Regions from separate parts of the Mus musculus genome. Here all the other regions are linked to region 2. A link is a contact called in public Hi-C and HiChIP or PLAC-seq data. All regions are on one chromosome and are shown on one strand. The core of a region is the stretch at or near the end of the contact, and the rest is flanking DNA. Distances in the headings are between cores, read along the strand shown. Region 1 holds the start of Hspa1b (heat shock protein 1B). Region 2 holds the start of Zbtb22 (zinc finger and BTB domain containing 22). Region 3 holds the start of D17H6S56E-5 (DNA segment, Chr 17, human D6S56E 5).

Evidence for each region. Hi-C and Micro-C count contacts between places; a contact is called where the count stands out from the background. HiChIP or PLAC-seq counts read pairs in DNA pulled down with a chosen protein or histone mark.
Region 1: a contact with region 2 is called in an HNF4G HiChIP or PLAC-seq map of pancreatic cancer cells. The contact joins the promoter of Hspa1b here to the promoter of Zbtb22 in region 2. A contact is called at or near these places in 4 of 39 promoter capture datasets (the C10 cell line, frontonasal cranial neural crest, maxillary cranial neural crest and 1 more), 1 of 484 Hi-C or Micro-C datasets (B cells) and 3 of 115 datasets of contacts at active chromatin or transcription factors (embryonic stem cells, microglia and pancreatic cancer cells).
Region 3: a contact with region 2 is called in a Hi-C map of B cells, with 8 read pairs. The contact joins the promoter of D17H6S56E-5 here to the promoter of Zbtb22 in region 2. A contact is called at or near these places in 8 of 39 promoter capture datasets (the HPC-7 cell line, cranial neural crest, embryonic stem cells and 4 more), 1 of 484 Hi-C or Micro-C datasets (B cells), 5 of 115 datasets of contacts at active chromatin or transcription factors (astrocytes, cardiomyocytes, embryonic stem cells and 2 more) and 1 of 9 other capture datasets (liver).

The regions. Positions count from the first base shown.
Region 1 is chr17:34,957,476-34,960,504 of GRCm38.p6, reverse strand. Hspa1b (heat shock protein 1B) reads left to right here and starts at 1,267. Exons shown (of 1, transcript NM_010478.2): 1 at 1,267-3,029. The coding sequence starts at 1,498.
Region 2 is chr17:33,914,814-33,917,655 of GRCm38.p6, reverse strand. It overlaps Zbtb22 (zinc finger and BTB domain containing 22), which reads right to left and starts at 1,480. Exons shown (of 2, transcript NM_020625.3): 1 at 1,383-1,480; 2 at 1-839. The coding sequence starts at 773. It overlaps Daxx (Fas death domain-associated protein), which reads right to left. Exons shown (of 8, transcript NM_007829.4): 8 at 2,066-2,313. The coding sequence ends at 2,254.
Region 3 is chr17:34,999,125-35,002,214 of GRCm38.p6, reverse strand. It overlaps D17H6S56E-5 (DNA segment, Chr 17, human D6S56E 5), which reads left to right and starts at 1,469. Exons shown (of 2, transcript NM_033075.3): 1 at 1,469-2,048; 2 at 2,746-3,090. The coding sequence starts at 2,042. It overlaps Vars (valyl-tRNA synthetase), which reads right to left and starts at 1,308. Exons shown (of 30, transcript NM_011690.3): 1 at 983-1,308; 2 at 385-803. The coding sequence starts at 771.

The sequences.
Region 1 (3,029 bases), core at 18-2,517, 1.0 Mb before region 2:
AAAGGAGGGGCAGAGAAGGAGAAAAGGGGACATCACTGACAGCTAAATGTACTTATAATTAAAAGGGAGAGGGTAGACCAGGCATAGAAAGTGATGTTTAGGACAAAAAGCTAATAGGGTGAATTAGTAGGCGGGCCCCAACACCCAGGCTTAGGATCTCACCGGAAAGTTCGCAGGGCACTGTGAGGCAAGATGCTATCAGAGGATAGGGCACGCCATCTCTTCTAAAAGAGGTGAACAGACAGAGACGGCAGACACAGACAGAAGAACCAACGAACTGTTGATTAACCTGACCTTACTACAGCAGAGCACAGACCCTACAGTGGTGCTTGGCAAAGAGCAATTTTTATTTAATCTTTTGAGATAGGGTTCCTCTATAACGGAGGCTGGTCTTGGACTCTCTACAGTCCTTCTGCCTCACCGTCTATGGAAAGTTTTTTCTTACTAATGTCAGGCTGCAGCCTGAGGCAAAGGGAGTGGCTACAGCCTGGCACGGTCGATTAAGCCCTGCTCTCCGGGTCCTGGGACACTTTCCTTTTTCCTCTTTTGAGTCACAGGTCCTCCTAACATGAGAATCAAGTATTTTCACGCTGATTTCCTTATAAAATTGTGAGAACTCCATAGGCGATGTACCGCCTACTCCTACCTTAACCGTGATGTAAAGACAGCAAAACAAATGAACTATACTGCAAGATCTCTTCTATTTCCCTATTCAAACCTAAAATGAAGAGGGAGGGGGAGACATGGACAAGCAAGCATTCCACAGGCGCCCCTGCCCAACGCTGTCACTCAAACCAGGACCCAATCACAGACTTTTTAGCCAAGCCTTATCCCGCCTCTCTTGAGAAACTTTCTGCGTCCGCCATCCTGTAGGAAGGATTTGTACACTTTAAACTCCCTCCCTGGTCTGAGTCCCACACTCTCACCACCCAGCACCTTCAGGAGCTGACCCTTAACAGCTTCACCCACAGGGACCCCGAAGTTGCGTCGCCTCCGCAACAGTGTCAATAGCAGCACCAGCACTTCCCCACACCCTCCCCCTCAGGAATCCGTACTCTCTAGCGAACCCCAGAAACCTCTGGAGAGTTCTGGACAAGGGCGGAACCCACAACTCCGATTACTCAAGGGAGGCGGGGAAGCTCCACCAGACGCGAAACTGCTGGAAGATTCCTGGCCCCAAGGCCTCCTCCGGCTCGCTGATTGGCCCAGCGGAGAGTGGGCGGGGCCGGTGAAGACTCCTTAAAGGCGCAGGGCGGCGAGCAGGGCACCAGACGCTGACAGCTACTCAGAATCAAATCTGGTTCCATCCAGAGACAAGCGAAGACAAGAGAAGCAGAGCGAGCGGCGCGTTCCCGATCCTCGGCCAGGACCAGCCTTCCCCAGAGCATCCACGCCGCGGAGCGCAACCTTCCCAGGAGCATCCCTGCCGCGGAGCGCAACTTTCCCCGGAGCATCCACGCCGCGGAGCGCAGCCTTCCAGAAGCAGAGCGCGGCGCCATGGCCAAGAACACGGCGATCGGCATCGACCTGGGCACCACCTACTCGTGCGTGGGCGTGTTCCAGCACGGCAAGGTGGAGATCATCGCCAACGACCAGGGCAACCGCACGACCCCCAGCTACGTGGCCTTCACCGACACCGAGCGCCTCATCGGGGACGCCGCCAAGAACCAGGTGGCGCTGAACCCGCAGAACACCGTGTTCGACGCGAAGCGGCTGATCGGCCGCAAGTTCGGCGATGCGGTGGTGCAGTCCGACATGAAGCACTGGCCCTTCCAGGTGGTGAACGACGGCGACAAGCCCAAGGTGCAGGTGAACTACAAGGGCGAGAGCCGGTCGTTCTTCCCGGAGGAGATCTCGTCCATGGTGCTGACGAAGATGAAGGAGATCGCTGAGGCGTACCTGGGCCACCCGGTGACCAACGCGGTGATCACGGTGCCCGCCTACTTCAACGACTCTCAGCGGCAGGCCACCAAGGACGCGGGCGTGATCGCCGGTCTAAACGTGCTGCGGATCATCAACGAGCCCACGGCGGCCGCCATCGCCTACGGGCTGGACCGGACCGGCAAGGGCGAGCGCAACGTGCTCATCTTCGACCTGGGGGGCGGCACGTTCGACGTGTCCATCCTGACGATCGACGACGGCATCTTCGAGGTGAAGGCCACGGCGGGCGACACGCACCTGGGAGGGGAGGACTTCGACAACCGGCTGGTGAGCCACTTCGTGGAGGAGTTCAAGAGGAAGCACAAGAAGGACATCAGCCAGAACAAGCGCGCGGTGCGGCGGCTGCGCACGGCGTGTGAGAGGGCCAAGAGGACGCTGTCGTCCAGCACCCAGGCCAGCCTGGAGATCGACTCTCTGTTCGAGGGCATCGACTTCTACACATCCATCACGCGGGCGCGGTTCGAAGAGCTGTGCTCGGACCTGTTCCGCGGCACGCTGGAGCCCGTGGAGAAGGCCCTGCGCGACGCCAAGATGGACAAGGCGCAGATCCACGACCTGGTGCTGGTGGGCGGCTCGACGCGCATCCCCAAGGTGCAGAAGCTGCTGCAGGACTTCTTCAACGGGCGCGACCTGAACAAGAGCATCAACCCGGACGAGGCGGTGGCCTACGGGGCGGCGGTGCAGGCGGCCATCCTGATGGGGGACAAGTCGGAGAACGTGCAGGACCTGCTGCTGCTGGACGTGGCGCCGCTGTCGCTGGGCCTGGAGACTGCGGGCGGCGTGATGACGGCGCTCATCAAGCGCAACTCCACCATCCCCACCAAGCAGACGCAGACCTTCACCACCTACTCGGACAACCAGCCCGGGGTGCTGATCCAGGTGTACGAGGGCGAGAGGGCCATGACGCGCGACAACAACCTGCTGGGGCGCTTCGAGCTGAGCGGCATCCCGCCGGCGCCCAGGGGCGTGCCGCAGATCGAGGTGACCTTCGACATCGACGCCAACGGCATCCTGAACGTCACGGCCACCGACAAGAGCACCGGCAAGGCCAACAAGATCACCATCACCAACGACAAGGGCCGCCTGAG
Region 2 (2,842 bases), core at 231-2,730:
AACTTCCCGGAGGTGGTACCCGCACTGCCAACCACAGGGGCTGGGAACACCGGGCCACCATCCCGACGGTTCCCACTACCTGCTGCTGAGGCCACAAATGCATCCTGGGAGGTAGAGGAGAAATCAGTCGACTCCCGGGGGCTGAAGTAGTTGCTACTGCTGGGAGACTGATTCTCACTGGCCCTGCTGGAGGTATGGGAACGGACAGAGCCTACGGTGGCAGGGGCGACAGTGCCCCCATTCCCTGATGGGACACTGGCACAAGGGACAGAGACAGAGGGGGCTGCAGCAGTAGTGACAGTGGTTGTAGTGGCTGCGGATCGACCCTCCCGAAGGAGTTCAGTGCACTTATCCACAATGTGCCACATCTGGAGGACCGACCCCACTGTGAGGAAGTTGACAATGTCCGCAGCAGCCATGCTGAGGCGGCCCGTGTAAGCTGAGGCCAGGACAGTCTCAAAAGCGCCTGGGTCCATGACGCTTGGCAGGGAAATGGAAGTCATGCCTTTCAGTAGGACCTGGTCGTGGAAGTAAGGAGAGGAGGCAGCCAAGACGGCCCTGTGAGCGCGGAACTCCCGTCCCTGCACGCGGATGGACACATCACAGAGCTGACCCTGGAGCCGCTGCTGGTTGAGGGATTCCAGGAGGGCACTGGTCACCTCAGGGAAGGACACGTGTACCACTGCAGCTGCCGGCAGAGGCAGTGGCGGTGGAGCCAGTGACAGAGGCAGTGGGAGTGTGGCCCCACTGGGTGACAGAGCAGACGGCTCCATGCTGTGGAAGGAGATACCCCCCCAGCCACAGGAACAAAGGAAAGAAGAGGGCGGCCGGGGGGGTCTCTAGGGAAAAAAAAAAAAAAAGAATAACAGCATTTTGAAAGCATCACTGATTTTAAGCCATCACAGTATTTAAAAAAAAAAAACAGGTACCCCTGTCAACCCCATGGTACAGACGGGGCAACTGAGGCTCACTATTAAGTAAAACATCCAATCAAACACCACCAAACCGCAGCGCTAGCAAAGAAAGTATTCCAAGTTTAGTACTCTCGCTCCTGGGTCAGGAAATAGGGGGCTCTCAGGGAAGGGGCGTCTATCCTAGTCTACGGCTTCACTCTCAAAAGAACGCCCCCTCCTTGGTGTTGCGTACCGATTTTCTTGGGGTGAAGGGGTGTTCTCCACAGTTCTCAAGCTCCTCCCCCTAGAGCCCCCAGTTGATCCCGACCCCGCCCCTTCAGGACCCTCCAGGGCTCCGCCCCCTGGATCCCCGACCCCGCCTCGTGTTTGCCCCCGCCCCCGAACCCCGCCCCCCAGTCCTCCCCAATCGCGCCCTCGGACTGTTCCCCAGCCTGAGGGGGGCCCCCAGCCCCGCGCGCCCCCGCTTACCTGGCCGCGCGCCCCCGGGCCCCCCCCCTCACTCCGCGACCAGAGCCGCAGCCCCAGCCCCTCCCGCCGCCATCTTGTGCCGACTCCCTCCGCCTTCCGCCTCCACTCCGCCTCCCGGACCTGCGACCTTAAAGGCGCAGGCCAGCACCCCTCCTGTGCCGCTGGGCAAAAGTCGACCGACAGCGACACTTTTCCTTTAAAGAACCGGCGCTTCATTCCGCCTTAAAGGTACCAGGTCCCGTCTGCGGCTGAGGACTCAGGAATTGGTTTGGCCGAAACCTTCGTTCCCCTTTAATCCGACAAGCCTACCTTGTCTCATTGACCAGTGCTGGCTTCCGCTTCCCAGGCTCCACCCCGAGCTCTGGACGTTAGCTTGCTCGCGGGATCTAACAGCCCTTTTCCCAGCATATGAGAACCCCCCAAGCCCCGCCCCCCTCCTCCAGGCCTGGATTGGCCAAATCACCTTGAGTCAGCCCCTGATTGGCCTTTTCACTCAGACCGCTCAAAACGAGAGAGGAAAGCTGCTTAAGAAGGCTTCCGAAGCACTTATCTTTAAAAGTGCCTAGGGGAAGAAGGCTCAAGGAAGGGTTAAGGATGAGGACGCCCTAAAAAGAGAGCCAGGATAGAAAAGGCAGATCCAGGTGACAGCTGTCACAAGAGAAAAGGCAAAGTAAAGGAAAGAATACAATAAAAAGAAATTCATTGTTTATTAATGTGTCTGTGTAAAACTTAAAACATTTTGATTTTTTTTTTTTGTCAAAAGAAACACCATCAAAACGGGAGGAGCTCTGTCCATCTTTTACTCCATCATCTTCCAACAGCCATACAAAAAACCTTCTGGATGCAGGGAGCACGGGGAGCATGGGGCCTGCTAATCAGAGTCTGAAAGCACGATGATCTCCTCCGGGTCGCACTGTGTGGCCACACTGGTCTGCAGACAAGTCAGAGGAGAAAGAAGGGTGAGCCAGGCATGGCGGCTCACGCCTTTAGTCCGAACACTCAAGAGGCAGAGGCGGGCTGATATCCGAGTTTGGGGCCAGCCTGATCTACTACATACAGAGTTCTGGGACAGTCAGGGCTACATAGAAAGACCTTGTCTCAGAAACAAAACAAAGCAGGATGGAAGGCTGGAAGATGGCTCAGCCACTAAGCACGCAGCTGCTTTGCAGAAGACCCGAGTGTTGTATCCAGTCTCACATGGCGGCTCTCTGCCTTCTCCGTGACTCCAGATCTATAGGATCAGACGCCCTCTTCTGGCCTCCATGAGCACCAGACACAAATGTAGCACATAGGTATGCATGCCAACAAAACACCTATTTACATAAAATAAGTCTTTTTTGTTTTGTTTTACATGGTCTCACTATGTAACCTTGACTGTCACTGGGTAGACTAGACTGTGGCCTTGAAGTTAGAGAGACCTGTATGCCTCTGCCTCCTGGTTGATGGGGTTAAACCTAAAC
Region 3 (3,090 bases), core at 220-2,719, 1.1 Mb before region 2:
ATGGCAACAGAAACCCAAAGACAGACTTGGGAATGCTTGGCACACCAGTGCGTTCGTTCCGAGCCATTCAGTTAGAGCGAGACCTAATTTAAAGACACACACACACACACACACACACACACACACACACTCCAAACGTAGTGAAAACAGCAAAACCACGCTCCACTCCCGGGCGCTCATGTATCACACCCCCGGAGGAAGGAAGAGATTTCATCATCTTGCATTCTCAGACATAGAAGACCAAGGCTCGAGAAAAAGTGTTCCCAAAGTTACTACACCAGGTGGCAGGCAGAGATGCGACCGCCTGACAACCGACTTTTTTCGTGGGATTCTTCCCAATCCTGTTTGTGTAGTCAGAATTTCTCCCTTTTTCTTCCCTCTCACCTGGGGATCCTGACCAGGACCTCGAAGTCCCAGGGCAGGCAGGGTCGCCCCGCAGGCAGCGGGTATGAGCTCCGTGTCAGCATAACTGACCCACTGCTGGACCAGGACAGCTGCCCGGCTGCCCCCGGGTCCCCCCAGGCCTGCAGGCCACAACAGCTGAGCTACAGCCGGGGCCCCCCACACCCACAGGCCGCCAGGTCCCTGCTCCAGGGCGGGCAGGCGAGGCGGAGGGAATGGAGTCCGGCTGCTCGGGGGAGGCTGCAAGCAGATGCGGGGGTGAGGGCCTCCCCACCCGGGACCGTCACCAGCTTCCCCGTATCGGGCAGCGATGAGGGCTCGGAGGCTGGGGAAGGCGTCGGGGTGAGGAGAGACGTAGAGGATGGACATGGCTGTGCAGGGTCCGAACGCGGTGCAGTGACCTGAGGAGAGACCCGGCAGATTGAGGAGGGGACCTGAGCACGTGCTGCAAGGTACGCAGGCGCCCGGCCGGACCCTAGGCCTGGCCGAGCAGCCGCCAGCAGCGCCTAGAGGAGGAGGCGGGACCCCGATCGCCCGCCCCCTCGGGTTGGAGAGGGGAGGCCGCGCCGCGTGTACGTACTGAAGGCGGCGATCACACTCGGCCGGCTACGGCCGCGGCCCCACAGGGCGGCCGGGGTGGAGGTGGCGGGCAGCGGAGGCAGCTCTCCCGCTGCGGGAGAACGCGGCCGGGACAGCGGCACCCACGTGTCCCCCCCTTTGTGACAGCGCACGTTTCCGGACTCGGGTCCTCGCAGGGCTGCCGGGCCCCGCCTGTGCGTGCGCGATCCCGAGGGTCCGTGCGCGGCCCACCGCTGCCGGACGGGTCAAGCAGGGGCCAGAGTGGCTCGTGCAGCACGGAGACGGGAACCCGCGTGCCGGGACGAGCCTGGGTCTGGGTCAGGCGCCGCCGCGGGCAGCCCGTGGCCCTCGGGTCAGGCGCCGCCGCGGGCAGCCCGGGGTCTTCGTGTCTAGAGCGCGGGAAAACGAAAGCCCTAGTGTCTGGAGTGCGTGCTTGGTCCCAGGTTTCCGCCTTTTGCAGGGCGAGCTGCAGAATCTCGGGCTGCTCCAAGTGAAAGACCCCACCATAAGGCTTAGCAAGTTAGCTGCAGTAACGCCATTTTGCAAGGCATGATAAAGTACCAGAGCTGAGTTCTCAAAAGTTACAAGGAAGTTTAGTTAAAGAATAAGGCTGAATAATACCGGGACAGGGGCCAAACAGGATATCTGTGGTCAAGCACCTGGGCCCCGGCTCAGGGCCAAGAACAGATGGTACTCAGATAAAGCGAAACCAGCAACAGTTTCTGGAAAGTCCCACCTCAGTTTCAGGTTCCCCAAATGACCGGGAAATACCCCAAGCCTTATTTAAACTAACCAATCAGCTCGCTTCTCGCTTCTGTACCCGCGCTTTTTGCCCCCCAGCCCTAGCCCTATAAGAAGGGTAAGTACTCCACACTCGGCGCGCCAGTCATCCGATAGACTGAGTCGCCCGGGTACCCGTGTTCCCAATAAAGCCTTTTGCTGTTGCATCCGAATCGTGGCCTCGCTGATCCTTGGGAGGGTCTCCTCAGAGTGATTGACTACCCAGCTTGGGGGTCTTTCACAAGCAGTGCCTGGCTGCTGGGAGCTGTTGCTGTAGGGAATGAAAGGTTGGTAATTCCCTGGCGTTGGTAAATGCACCGTGCGTTCCGCGTCTCTTGCTTGTATTTATCTTATGCTTTTAGAAAGCGTACTGATGGGGTGTGCTCAAGGCCATGTCAGGCTTTTGGTAACGGAGTGCACCGCCAGTTCGCGGAAGATCCTCGGATCTAACCCAGGTAAAACAGGAAAGGGGCTCTAGGTGCTGAGCGCTCACTGCCTGACATGGAGTCACGTGAAGGAAGGGCAGGGGACCCAAAGGCAGAAGCACTCCAGCTGGTCTACTAAAGCTCAAACCTAGAGGGAAAACATAAGTTCGCAGTGCTTTTGAGAGGCCACTGCTAGCCTGGCAGTGGTGGCGCATGCCTTTAATCCCAGCACTTATGAGTGTGAGGCAGAGGCAGGCGGATTTCTTGAGTTCGAGGACAGCCAGAGCTACACAGAGAAACCCTGTCTCGAAAAACCAAGAAAAAAAGAAGAAGAAAAGAAAGGGGGGTTGGGGGAGAAAGGCCTGTTGGGATAATCTCTTGTGTACTGTGTAAAGTTGTCTTTGTATTATTCAAAAGTACACGGAGAGAGAAATCAGGCAGAAAAACTTCATGCCAGCTGTAGACAAGAGTGCTTACAGGTCCTTTACAAGGTACAGAAATGGATTGGGCCAAACATGGCAGATCTATGCAACACCTAACCACCATTGTTTCCAACCAGGTGATGAAGTCTCGATCACTAGACGGGAGATGCTGCCAAGTGCCCCAGACGGGATCAAGACTCCAATGACAACCATAAGATTCCCTAAAGCTAAGACACTGCAGATCTTGACTCTGCTGATTTCTATAGGTGTGGTCCAAACTAGTCCTATGCCCCATGAACCCCATAACCTTACTTGGGTTATAACTAACACTGCTACGGGGACTGTAATTAACTCGACCTCCCACCTCGCCCCCATTGGAACTTGGTTTCCTGATCTTGTTTTTGATTTGTGTGCACTAGCGGATGGGACCTGGGATCCCCTGGGCCTTGTATGGGGGTGTCAACATCCAGCTCAACACAGTG